2 separate regions of the Gossypium hirsutum genome follow, and region 1 is linked to region 2. A link is a contact called in public Hi-C data. All regions are on one chromosome and are shown on one strand. The core of a region is the stretch at or near the end of the contact, and the rest is flanking DNA. Distances in the headings are between cores, read along the strand shown. Region 1 holds the start of LOC107910720 (transmembrane and coiled-coil domain-containing protein 4). Region 2 holds the start of LOC107910207 (dehydration-responsive element-binding protein 2D).

What was found. A called contact is a pair of places that touch in the nucleus more often than the background predicts.
Region 1: a contact with region 2 is called in a Hi-C map of leaf, with 4 times the contacts expected there. The contact joins the promoter of LOC107910720 here to the promoter of LOC107910207 in region 2. A contact is called at or near these places in 13 of 34 Hi-C or Micro-C datasets (anther, callus, leaf and 2 more).

What each region holds. Positions count from the first base shown.
Region 1 is chrD02:22,406,804-22,412,299 of Gossypium_hirsutum_v2.1, forward strand. LOC107910720 (transmembrane and coiled-coil domain-containing protein 4) reads right to left here and starts at 4,016. Exons shown (of 14, transcript XM_016838689.2): 1 at 3,658-4,016; 2 at 3,491-3,575; 3 at 2,925-3,389; 4 at 2,608-2,764; 5 at 1,385-1,482; 6 at 1,135-1,226; 7 at 646-716; 8 at 434-569; 9 at 108-167; 10 at 1-15. The coding sequence starts at 3,884.
Region 2 is chrD02:22,081,986-22,087,252 of Gossypium_hirsutum_v2.1, forward strand. It overlaps LOC107910207 (dehydration-responsive element-binding protein 2D), which reads left to right and starts at 1,702. Exons shown (of 2, transcript XM_016837988.2): 1 at 1,702-2,263; 2 at 2,333-2,903. The coding sequence starts at 1,798. The coding sequence ends at 2,607.

The DNA.
Region 1 (5,496 bases), core at 2,766-5,265, 330 kb after region 2:
ACGAGTGTCACGGGTCTGAAACAAGAATATATATAAACCAAGGTGATTACTCAACTACTTTCATGGTGCAAAAAGATCAGATTTTCGCTTTGATCGTATGTGGCTACCTGTGTCCCTGCAATCCACTTATTAACAATTCAGCTAGCAGCTTTCCAGCTTTATCAGATCTGAGTCAATATTCGCAAAGTGTCAAGGAATGGACAACTATGATGCAAAAAGTGTCCAAGAATGCCCAAGGGAGAAATAGGAGAGAAACCAGTGGCATTATCTAAAGACTAAGGGAACTAAGATGTTGGTCAAAATGTTGTTGACAAAAAGTGCAGAAGGTGCATGCCACGCGGTATCTACGTCTAAAAAAATGTAGAACAGTTTCTAGAATTATTCAACTTAATTATACATCTAAGGTTATCATTTCCAATAAAGTAAATATAACCTGTCAACAACAATTGCCCATGCACTGTCGATAAGATCAGATGCAGCAAGCAAAGCTGCTGGCAGAGGTTCTTCTGCTAGTAATGTACTTAATACAGTCAGCATGGCTCCTCCTTGCAATAAGTTTGATGCAACTTCTGCAAAATACCGCTAGTTTTCAATCAATATATTTTGCCAGTTAGCTAAATTTGATGGCTAGTGTTGAAGTAGTACTCGAAGTAATCCACTCCATTATCCCAGCGTTCAATGCAATCAGATTCTTAGACTCCCACTTTAGCACATACCTGCATATTTGGAACAATAATAATGACTAATTAACTATCAAGAAAGGGGGGAGTAGCTTCAAGAAAATTGAAGCCTACATCACATGGCAGGCAGAACAAGGATCAATAAAAAACAAATTACAATTTACATCCAATATGGAACTAATTTGAAATTCCATGAACATAACGGAACCCATTTCCATTGCCCTTAAGGATGGAACTTTTTCATCTCAGAGAGATCAACAGCAATACCAGTTAAGTTCAAAAACCAACTGGATTGCACCACCGAGACGCAGAAAGTTTGAAAATCGAATAAGTTGTTGGTTTTAGATTACAAAGAAACTCGAAACAGGCTGAACGTTGAAGCATGAGAATAGAAGGAAGGGAAGTTAAACACAAAAAGCAGAAAAGCAAGAGTCAGTCTTGTTTAACATCTTACCTCTCCAAGTTATCATTATAATTTTCCCAAGGCCTTAAGAAATCTTCTTCTTCAAATGCAATTCCAGAAATCAAGATTCCAACTGCTAGCCGCTGAAAAATTGCAGTTATTTAAAACCGGTAAGTAAATTCATGAAATAAGCCAGTAAGAAAACAGACATCATTGAAGAACCAATAATTAGTAATTCATAATGTAGCCTACTCAAGCCAACTACAAAGCTAAACATTTAAATAAATTAATGAAAACTCACGCCTTGGTTATGATATAACCCAGTTTGTATGAATTCGAATTCATCAAGGTCTTCAATTCTTATAACCGTTCTACTTCCTGCAAGACCAGCTCCAGCAGCTGGGATGCATAGAGGATAAGTTAGTGGATCTAGAGACTACACTACTACAGTTAAAACGAATAAGGAGTGTAAGTTAGATAACAATCATCACAACTAAGTCTGTACTTTAGCAGCAAACAGGTTGTATTTTACATCCTTTAATTGTTAAGTTCCCTACAGTTTTAGCCCGTAAAAGTTTTTAGCTGTTCACTCAGCTTTATCATGTTAAGCTAAGTTTCCTATGATATATATATAAGCTTGGTTTATTGACAATTCAGTCAGGAGACTAACAACATTTTGTTTTACAATTATACTGCTCAGTATCGTTGAAGGGTTGAGTATAAAAAAAGTGCTTATAGATCACCTAATATCCAGCATTATATGGTTCGGTTATAACTACGAGTACCAGATAGCTCTATAAAGTTCTGAAGGAATAGCACCAAACTTAAACAAAAGATCAGGTAGAACGCCCCTCCAATCAATACCTCCAAATGATGCAGCAACAGCAACTGAACCGGAAATTGGTCCTGTAGCACTAGCGGCTAAAGCAAATCCACCTACTCCAACTGCAGGAACAATGCTGCCTAATGTAGCAGCAAGGGCACCTAATCCGTGTCCAACAACTGGGGCAGCTAGGCCTATTGACGCAGGATCTTAAGATGTATTTTATTTTATTTCATTTAAAGTATTAGATTTTTTTTGGACAGCTAGGATTATTATTAGTTGAGAATTAAGTCTAAGATTATTAATAAAACTTTATTTGCAAGAAAGTATAGAAACTTTGCTTGCAAGAAAGTCTATATCCTGTAACAGCTTTACAGCAGCAGGACTTTTATTATTATTATTATTATTATTATTATTATTATTATTATTATTATTATTATCATCATCATCTTTGAATTTAGTAAAGAAACCCAGAGGAACCCTAAGGTCTCTAAAGTTCCATCTTCCTTCTTAGTTCTTACTAAATTGTTCAGCCCTAATTTCTTCTTTTACTACTGTTTTCTCACCTAACCACATCACCTATTATGAAATTATTCAATGGTGACTTTATAACTTCGCTTATGCCCTAAAAAATGGGGGCGGGGGGGTTGGATCCTTGAGGAAAAAATATATCTGTATGTACAAACTGAGGGATTCCATACCACCAGTAAGGGCCACCAAGGATCCTCCTGTTAAAGCAGAAGCACCAATAATGCCTGCCTGTTTCCATTTATCGTTCTTACTCTTTCCAAATTGCTCTGCATCTTCGTTCTTCAGCCGAACAATGAGATTGCAAGCAACAATTATCTCCATAGCCTCCTAGAAAATGGAATTTCCTTAAAAATGATAGAAAGGGTCAAATGTAGTAAATTACTGCTAACAGGATTTGTATTGTTAAAAACCAAATTCCATTAACAATTCATACCTACAAAGCAAAAGGATTTTTGCATCAAATAATGAGTAGTTTAAGCACACAAACCATTTTTGTCCATTTGACATTGAGCCAAGTAGCTAGCAAACGAAGAGCCACTCGGTGCCGAGCATCATAGCCCTTTGATCCGCCATCAGTCACATAATCGGCTACACAAGATGAAAGAAGCTCATAAAGAACCGTTAATTTCCTCTCCTCTGAAAGCAATTTTCCCTCTTCAATTGGTTTCTCGAAAAATCTAAATCCTGATCCATCCACATCTTCATTATTGGATATATTGGGAGTAGTCCTTGGGATTCTTCCATTAGGATCCGTAGCTGTAGTTGTGTCTGGATAAGCGCACCTCTGGCGGCAATGAGTTTCATAGTCACAACTCTTATCGCTATCCTCAGAAAGAACGAGAGAGCTTTCCATGCTAAGCATTGTAGCATCCACAGCCTTAAGTAAAGCAAGTTCCTTTTCTCGGATTCCTGAAGAAACCTCATCATTTGTCTCTGACAGTAAGGTCATGAACTGTGCCAAAATCAAAACCGTTCTCAATAAAAAAAAAAAGAATCAAAATGTTCCATAATCCGAATATTTGGATATGAAGATAAAAGGGGGTGGGGGCATACTGATCCAACGTGATGCCTTGCTTGAGTAGATACTCCGGCAGTTTCTTTGAGCCCCTCCCAAGCTTGATCCTCCACTTCCATAAACCTAATCCGTAGAAAATTTGTTGGAAATAAATTAGATAGAGAAAGCGAAAGGAGGGGACTAATATTAAACATGTAAAGTAAACCTGAAGACAGGCAAAAGTAAACCGGAGTTGTCATGGATCCAAAGGTGGGGGAAATCAGAGACGGAAATGGTGCTGCTGTTGCTAGCCCCTTCACCAATAGGCTCTTCTTCAAGAGAAAGGAGACGAGTGGTTGGGCGTGTTTGATGAAGCTGAGAATGGTGAAGAGCCACAGCGAAGAGAGCTGAGGCAGCGTATTTCTGTGTTGATGAAAGTAATGATATTTCCATTGAGAAAAGTGAGAACGAATTTGGAGGTCTTCGCTTGTTTTAATCATGAAAGTCGAGAGGCTATTATTGCCCGACTTTTTCAAAAGCGCGCAGCGATTTCCCGGGGACAAATGAAACGGCTACTGCAACCTCATATCACGTGACGTGATTACACTTGTTATGGACCCTATAACATCCCACGTTTCAAGAGCAGCCCCAAATTTTTTAATTTAAGCCATAGGACCCCAACTTGTTTTTTAATTTATAATACATACATTTTTTTTACCTAGCATGTAATTTATATTATAAAAATTAAAAAAATGTTATAATATAATGTAAATGTTAAAAAAAACATTGCTTATATTTAATTTTTTAATAAAAAAAATATGTATAATATAATAATAAAAGAAATGTATGTATACGTGTATATATATATATAAATATGAGTTAATATTTGATACATTACAAATGAAATATTTTAACTCCACATATAAGCTTCAAATATTGTCACAAGTTCTATTTTTAATACTTAAACTTTTTTTTATTCTTTTACTTCGCCCTAAATAAGATGAATGTCATTCTTTGAATTCAACTTATAGAGTCTAAAAACTCTATTAAAGCTTTGCTCAATAGGGTAGAAAAAAATTGAAAATATGAAAACTTGAAAGGATAAAAAAAAGAAAGATGGAAAATATTTTTTTTATTTCCATAATTGTGCTAAGTAGGAAAATAGAGGTATATATAGGTTGAGTAGGGCTGATCCCCAAAAAGATTTCATGCCCAAGCCTATTTTTTAAGCCAACCTAATCCAAAAACCGGTCTTACTATTCAAACATTCATAAAATATAAAAAAGTATTTTTTTTTATTTAAATTGGGTTGCTCAACTTGACATGCTAAAATATCTATCCAAGTCTAGCCCAAGTTGGGTTGAGCCTACTCTACTCAAATCCTTGGACTGGTTTAATAGGAAAATAGAAAATTGGAAAAAAAATATTTCCACAGGTAGAGTTGAAAAATAAAAAAATAAAAATAAAACATCTGAAAAATGTATAATTTTGAATTAACATGCATGTCTCTCTTATTTTCACTTCTCTCGTCATTCCAATTTGAAAAAAATTGGCTTTTATACATCTGGATGGAAAATGACAATCTCTTATATTTTCTTTCTTCTCACCTTTCTTCTCTACCAAGCACACTTAATTTTTTTTTTCTTTTCACTTTTCCACTCCCTCCTCCCATCCTTTTTCTTTTTCATCCAACCAAGCAGACACTAAATGTATCAAATAATTTTCCTATAAATATTTAAAACATGATATATTTTTAAAATAAATTAAAATATAATATGAGTAGTTCTAAACAGACTTGAGTTAACCATTTATAAATATGACAAGCTTGAGCAAAATTTGAGACTTATTTTTTTTTTAGGTCGGGTTAACCTAGACAACTATAACATGATATTAATACCATACATGGACTTGACTCGAACTTAGCCAAGCCGACTCATGAACACTTCTAGTTAAAATATAGAAAAGGATGGCATGATAGGAGATTGCATTTTTTTTGCATTGAAATTGAGGTAGTCAGTATTGTACTAAACATATCTTTTTTCTATTAGTACTAATCTGTTTTGGT
Region 2 (5,267 bases), core at 452-2,951:
GAAGGTAAATTTCGAGTATTACTAACATTGTCAAACAATATAAAGGAAAAAAATAGAAAAAAATAAGAAAAATAATGTAAAAAAAGTAAAAGTAATAAAAAATATTTTTTAAAGGTTATAATATATGGCAGTCTAGATTTTTTTAATATATATAATATTTTAATGTAAAATAAGTAATATAAAAATAATTTTAGTACCACTTATAATAAAAAAAATAAAATACCAGGTTAGAAAAGATATATTTAAAACAATTGTTAAAATTTCATGTTATCTCATTTCTTTTTATATAATACGTACTAAATGATGTTTTTAATGATAGAAAGGTTAATTCACGGTTTAGTTGTATTGATGTGATCCTCCTCTGTGTTGGGTTGGACTAGGGACTTGCAGATCATATAAAAATGACTCTGAAACTTGAACTAATAATAAGATAATTAAGAGGTTCCCATACATTCTATAAATGGATTTTTTTATTTGTTAATTGGGTTGCCATCATTTGCTTTTAGGTAAAAGTGTAAGAGTTTGAAAAATCTGAGTAAATTAATAAATTCATCACTTGTTAAAAATTTCAACTATTTTTACAGTAAAAATTGGTCTTTGTATGTCAGTGTGACATACATATAATAAGCCACATGTCATTGTTTAATTATTCTATCAGGAACACTAATTTTAAAGACAAAACTTTTAACAAAAATGATTGATTTATTTCTTAATCTAATATATAAAGATTAATTTATTTATTTTTTAATAAAAAATATAATTTAACTCTTGCAGTATAGAATTTTTACTTCCGCCTTTATATTTTACTGCCACTTCTTTTCTTTCCTGTTGAGCAGCACAAAAAGCCTGGCATGATAACCCAAAGAGGGCCAAGTTTGCAGTGTAACCTGCTGTACTTCAGCTAAATCTAGGGCCCTGCAATATTGGACTTAAGAGATGAGTTGTTGGGTTCCTATAGTTGGATTTTCATTTGAAATATGCTCTTCCATACATACATAATGATAATATTGGCCTATACAACTTTTTATAGCCTCGAAAGGGGAGTGCCTCCAACTTACTTGTTATGCAAGATTTTGTTTTACTCTACTTGTGAATGCGTTACCTACTTTACACACATGGAATAGAGTGGAGACAATCGAGTTGGCACCCTGAGTCCTTTCAACTCGGAAGCATTCAGTGTACGAAGTTATAGCAGAATGGACCCCATTTGAGTATCACACTTTCACTTTGACCTTCCAAATCACATTCAGTGTACCAAGTCAGATGTCACCTCTATAACCCTCCCATCTTTTCTCCTTTGTTTTTAGTTATTTTTAGGGTTGGGGTTGGAGTTTTATTTTATATAATTTATATATGATTTAAACAAAAATATTTTGATTAATTAATTAATAAGTTTAATTAATTTAAATGAATTTAAAAATTAATTAATCAGTCTGCGTTTATGGTGATGGATTTTAATTAACTTCAGAAAGAATTGTTCTTATCTCCAACCGATCACGCCGTTCCATATTGTTAAATTCACCATTATCCATTTCCTCTTTTCTCTCCTCCAGAATTTCCTAAATCCAACTACTTTTTCCATTTCTTTTTTTCTTCAGTTTTTGCCACATGAGCTTGTGTACAGACAAGAGCCTAGGCCAAGTGTGTCTATGAGAAATGGCAGTGAGATTTGCTGTCGACACGAGCTAACAGGGTTTCCATGCCAAACCCATCTTAAGACACGTTTCGGGCAAGCTTAATCACCCCCATTGGAGCTCTTATCTCCCCTTTTCTATCATATAAATACCATTAACCCCAATGTGCTTATCAGTTATCAATCACTTTCTTTCTGCACCTTTTCCTTACTCCCCCAGGTTCCCTGTTGGAACAATGTCAACATCAATGACGGGTGGTGGCTTTGGAGAAAGAAAACAAGCGAGGAAGCCAGCACAAGCAAGCTCGAGAAAAGGGTGCATGAGAGGAAAAGGTGGTCCAGAAAACGCTCTCTGCACTTACAAAGGTGTGAGGCAGAGAACTTGGGGTAAATGGGTTGCTGAAATTCGTGAACCGAATCGTGGTGCTCGTCTTTGGCTTGGAACTTTCGACACTTCTCATGAAGCAGCAATGGCTTACGATGCTGCCGCACGTAAACTCTATGGCTCGGATGCCAAGCTCAATTTGCCTGAATTATGTGCCAACAACCCTCAGTCTCAACCTTCTTCAGCAGCTAATCCTCAGATGGCTCCGATGGTGAATTACCAACCCCAAAACGTGAGCAATTCAGGTATGAGTATGATCAGTTCATCATCAAATAACCCAACTATTAGGGTCAATGACATGACACCAATACCAGTGTACAACAATGACTCCTCAGTAATGCCTTCTTTCCCCAACGAGAGCATTGCTCTTCAAGGGAACATGGATGCAAAGTTTGGACAGATTACTGAAGATGGAATTGAGGGGTTCTGGGAAAATATGAACGCCAACTTGCCTCTTTTAGACGACTCCATTTGGGCTGAAACTGCTATGTCTTTGGAATTTCCAATGATGGGTGATCCAGGCAGTTTCGCTAGCAACCTTATGGAAGCAACTGGTTGGGACGCTTTGCAATCCCCATGGTGCATGTAAATTTTAAAGCTAAACTAAGCTAAGCTTAACTAGATGCTGTTAAGATAAATGGTACGTCAAAGTCATAAGAATACTGTGCATAAATGTGTATATTATATAGAATATATGAGTTTCCTACTGTCTACACTCTATATCCATGAAAACTACATAGGGTGTTTTCTGTGGTTTATAACGTGGGTCGGAGTTTTTAATTCTTATTTTTATTTTATTTATGTTTCTCTAAGTATCAATCACGTGCTGTTTCCAGGCCTAGCCAACCAGCTTCTATGGTCAAGTGAAAGGTTTTGTGAAAAGAACAAATATGTGTACATGTAAATTCGAAAACAGAAAATCTTACGTTGTCCACCAATAATACGTAGTGTAAGTTTTTCGAAGCCATTGCTTGGTTTCTGTCAGGAATAAGTGGGCAACTTATCAATCAATTCAAAAGTTGATTTTTATGATTAGCAATCATAATCTTTGCAGACTCTAAAGAATTTACAACGTTATGAAAAGAACAAAAACAAAATGAATCCATGTTTTGTTTGGATTTGCTCAGTAATAATCTTCTTCTTATCTTTCCTTGTCAGCATCAGCAGTTTTTTAGTCTTTCTTTTTCTTGGTACATACGACAACACACATTTGTTCGGTTTTTCTTACTTCAAAAATGGTCAAAACTTCCGTTCTCAAAAGCAGTTTGCTGACTCTTCTGGTGTTCTCAAAACAAGATGATGTTGGGGTTTCAATTAAGTCCTATCAATAAGATGTCTTTATGTATGAAATTAGTGATTTTTTTCTTACCATTTTATAATTAATGTTAACATATTTTCATAGTATAGTTAATGTAAACATACACATTTTCATAATATAATTGATGTATAAATGCTTTCTCATAGTTTAATTAATGTAAACACGATTTCTCATTATATAATTAAGCTAAAAATCTTATAGCAGTTGATTCAACTTCATTTTTAATCAGTATAATTAAAGGTTTAATTTATCATCATGCCATATATTATAAAATAAGAAAAAAAAGGAAAGGAAAGGATTAAAAACTAAGTTCACATGCATATATGGATATGTATGTATACAATCGCTTTTTCATATATAGATATGTGTATAATAAAAAAATAATTAGTTGTAATATAATAAAATTTCTGGTTAAATTTGATATCACATATAAAATGACATACACAAAATACAAGAAAACAAAAGCTAAATTGAAGAAAATATTATTACAAATTCTTAGGCTTAATTCTAGAATTAGATTTTATTTTATTTCCTTATTTAGAGTATGTAAACTTGTATAAAAACAAGCTAACCGATGGAATACAAGTAACGTTCATAAGTGTATTTTCTTTTCTTATTTTCAAATATATTATTTTCTTCATTTTCTATAAAATATATAAACATAATTATGTCATTTAAACCTTTTACAAAAAAAAAAAAGTAAATTTATCCTATACTCTTAAACATTTTGAATGGCCGCGAACTCAATTTGACAATATTTAATATTTTACGAACTAATAAAATAATAATAATTAGAATATGAAATATTACAAATGCATTATTATGTCTAAAATATGAAAGTAAAGGCCAATTTCGTTTGTACTCACCAATCATGTGCAACTTGATTAGAAATGATCTAATAGACAATGTAACATATCTGGTAATCATGTGCAACTTGATTGAAGTATCGCTTTAGTTGTGTTAGTGTAGGAATGGGACAAATGGTAAGACTCCAATGGAAGAAGGATGTAACACCCCTAACCCGTATCCATCGTTGAATTAGGGTTACGAGGCATTACTGAACAAAACACAACCATCTCAAAATCAATACATATATATTATACATATACATATACATTAAATATGCAAAATGTTAAACTTCTCTTCTAACCATTTTTAATAAACAAAGACATTATAATCCAACTAGTAAAGACATTACAAACTAGCAAATCTATAAGGAAATAAACCATTTTAGTATAGCTATTATATTCATATACAATACAACAAAGTACGACCTTCAAAACATTTATCTAGTCTGTACATGCCATAGTTAGAATTTAAATATTTTAAATACCGAGACAATAGATAAGGTGATAAACTTGCTGACGATCCCTGAGCTTGAAGCTTGATTTGATTTTTTTTGATCTATAAACAGATAGACGTAAACAAACAAAGTAAGCTTACATAGCTTAGTAAGTCTATAGCATAACTAAAATATATATAAAAAAGAATAATATAAATTCATAATTAAACTTATTGAAATCGCAAATACGACATATATTACTATTTGAATATTTGTTACTCATAATCATCTTATTTATAATCAAATATATGTACTCGTAGAATGCTTACCAATGAATATATAAATATGTATATACAATATGCATAACAATTGTATATTTAAATACTCATCAAAAACTTACAACCGAATACTTTTATATATCATTTACATATAAACAAATGCATACATCATTATCAAATACCTAAAACCGAATGCATATACACTTCATATGTGTGTAACCGAACGCATATTTATGTACTTAACAAATTTTATAACCGAATATATATATACATACACATCAAACGAATATAACCAAATACATTTATACTTACCAAAATGCATATATAGATGTCTCACATACATCTATCTGAATGCGAATATACCTAACAAT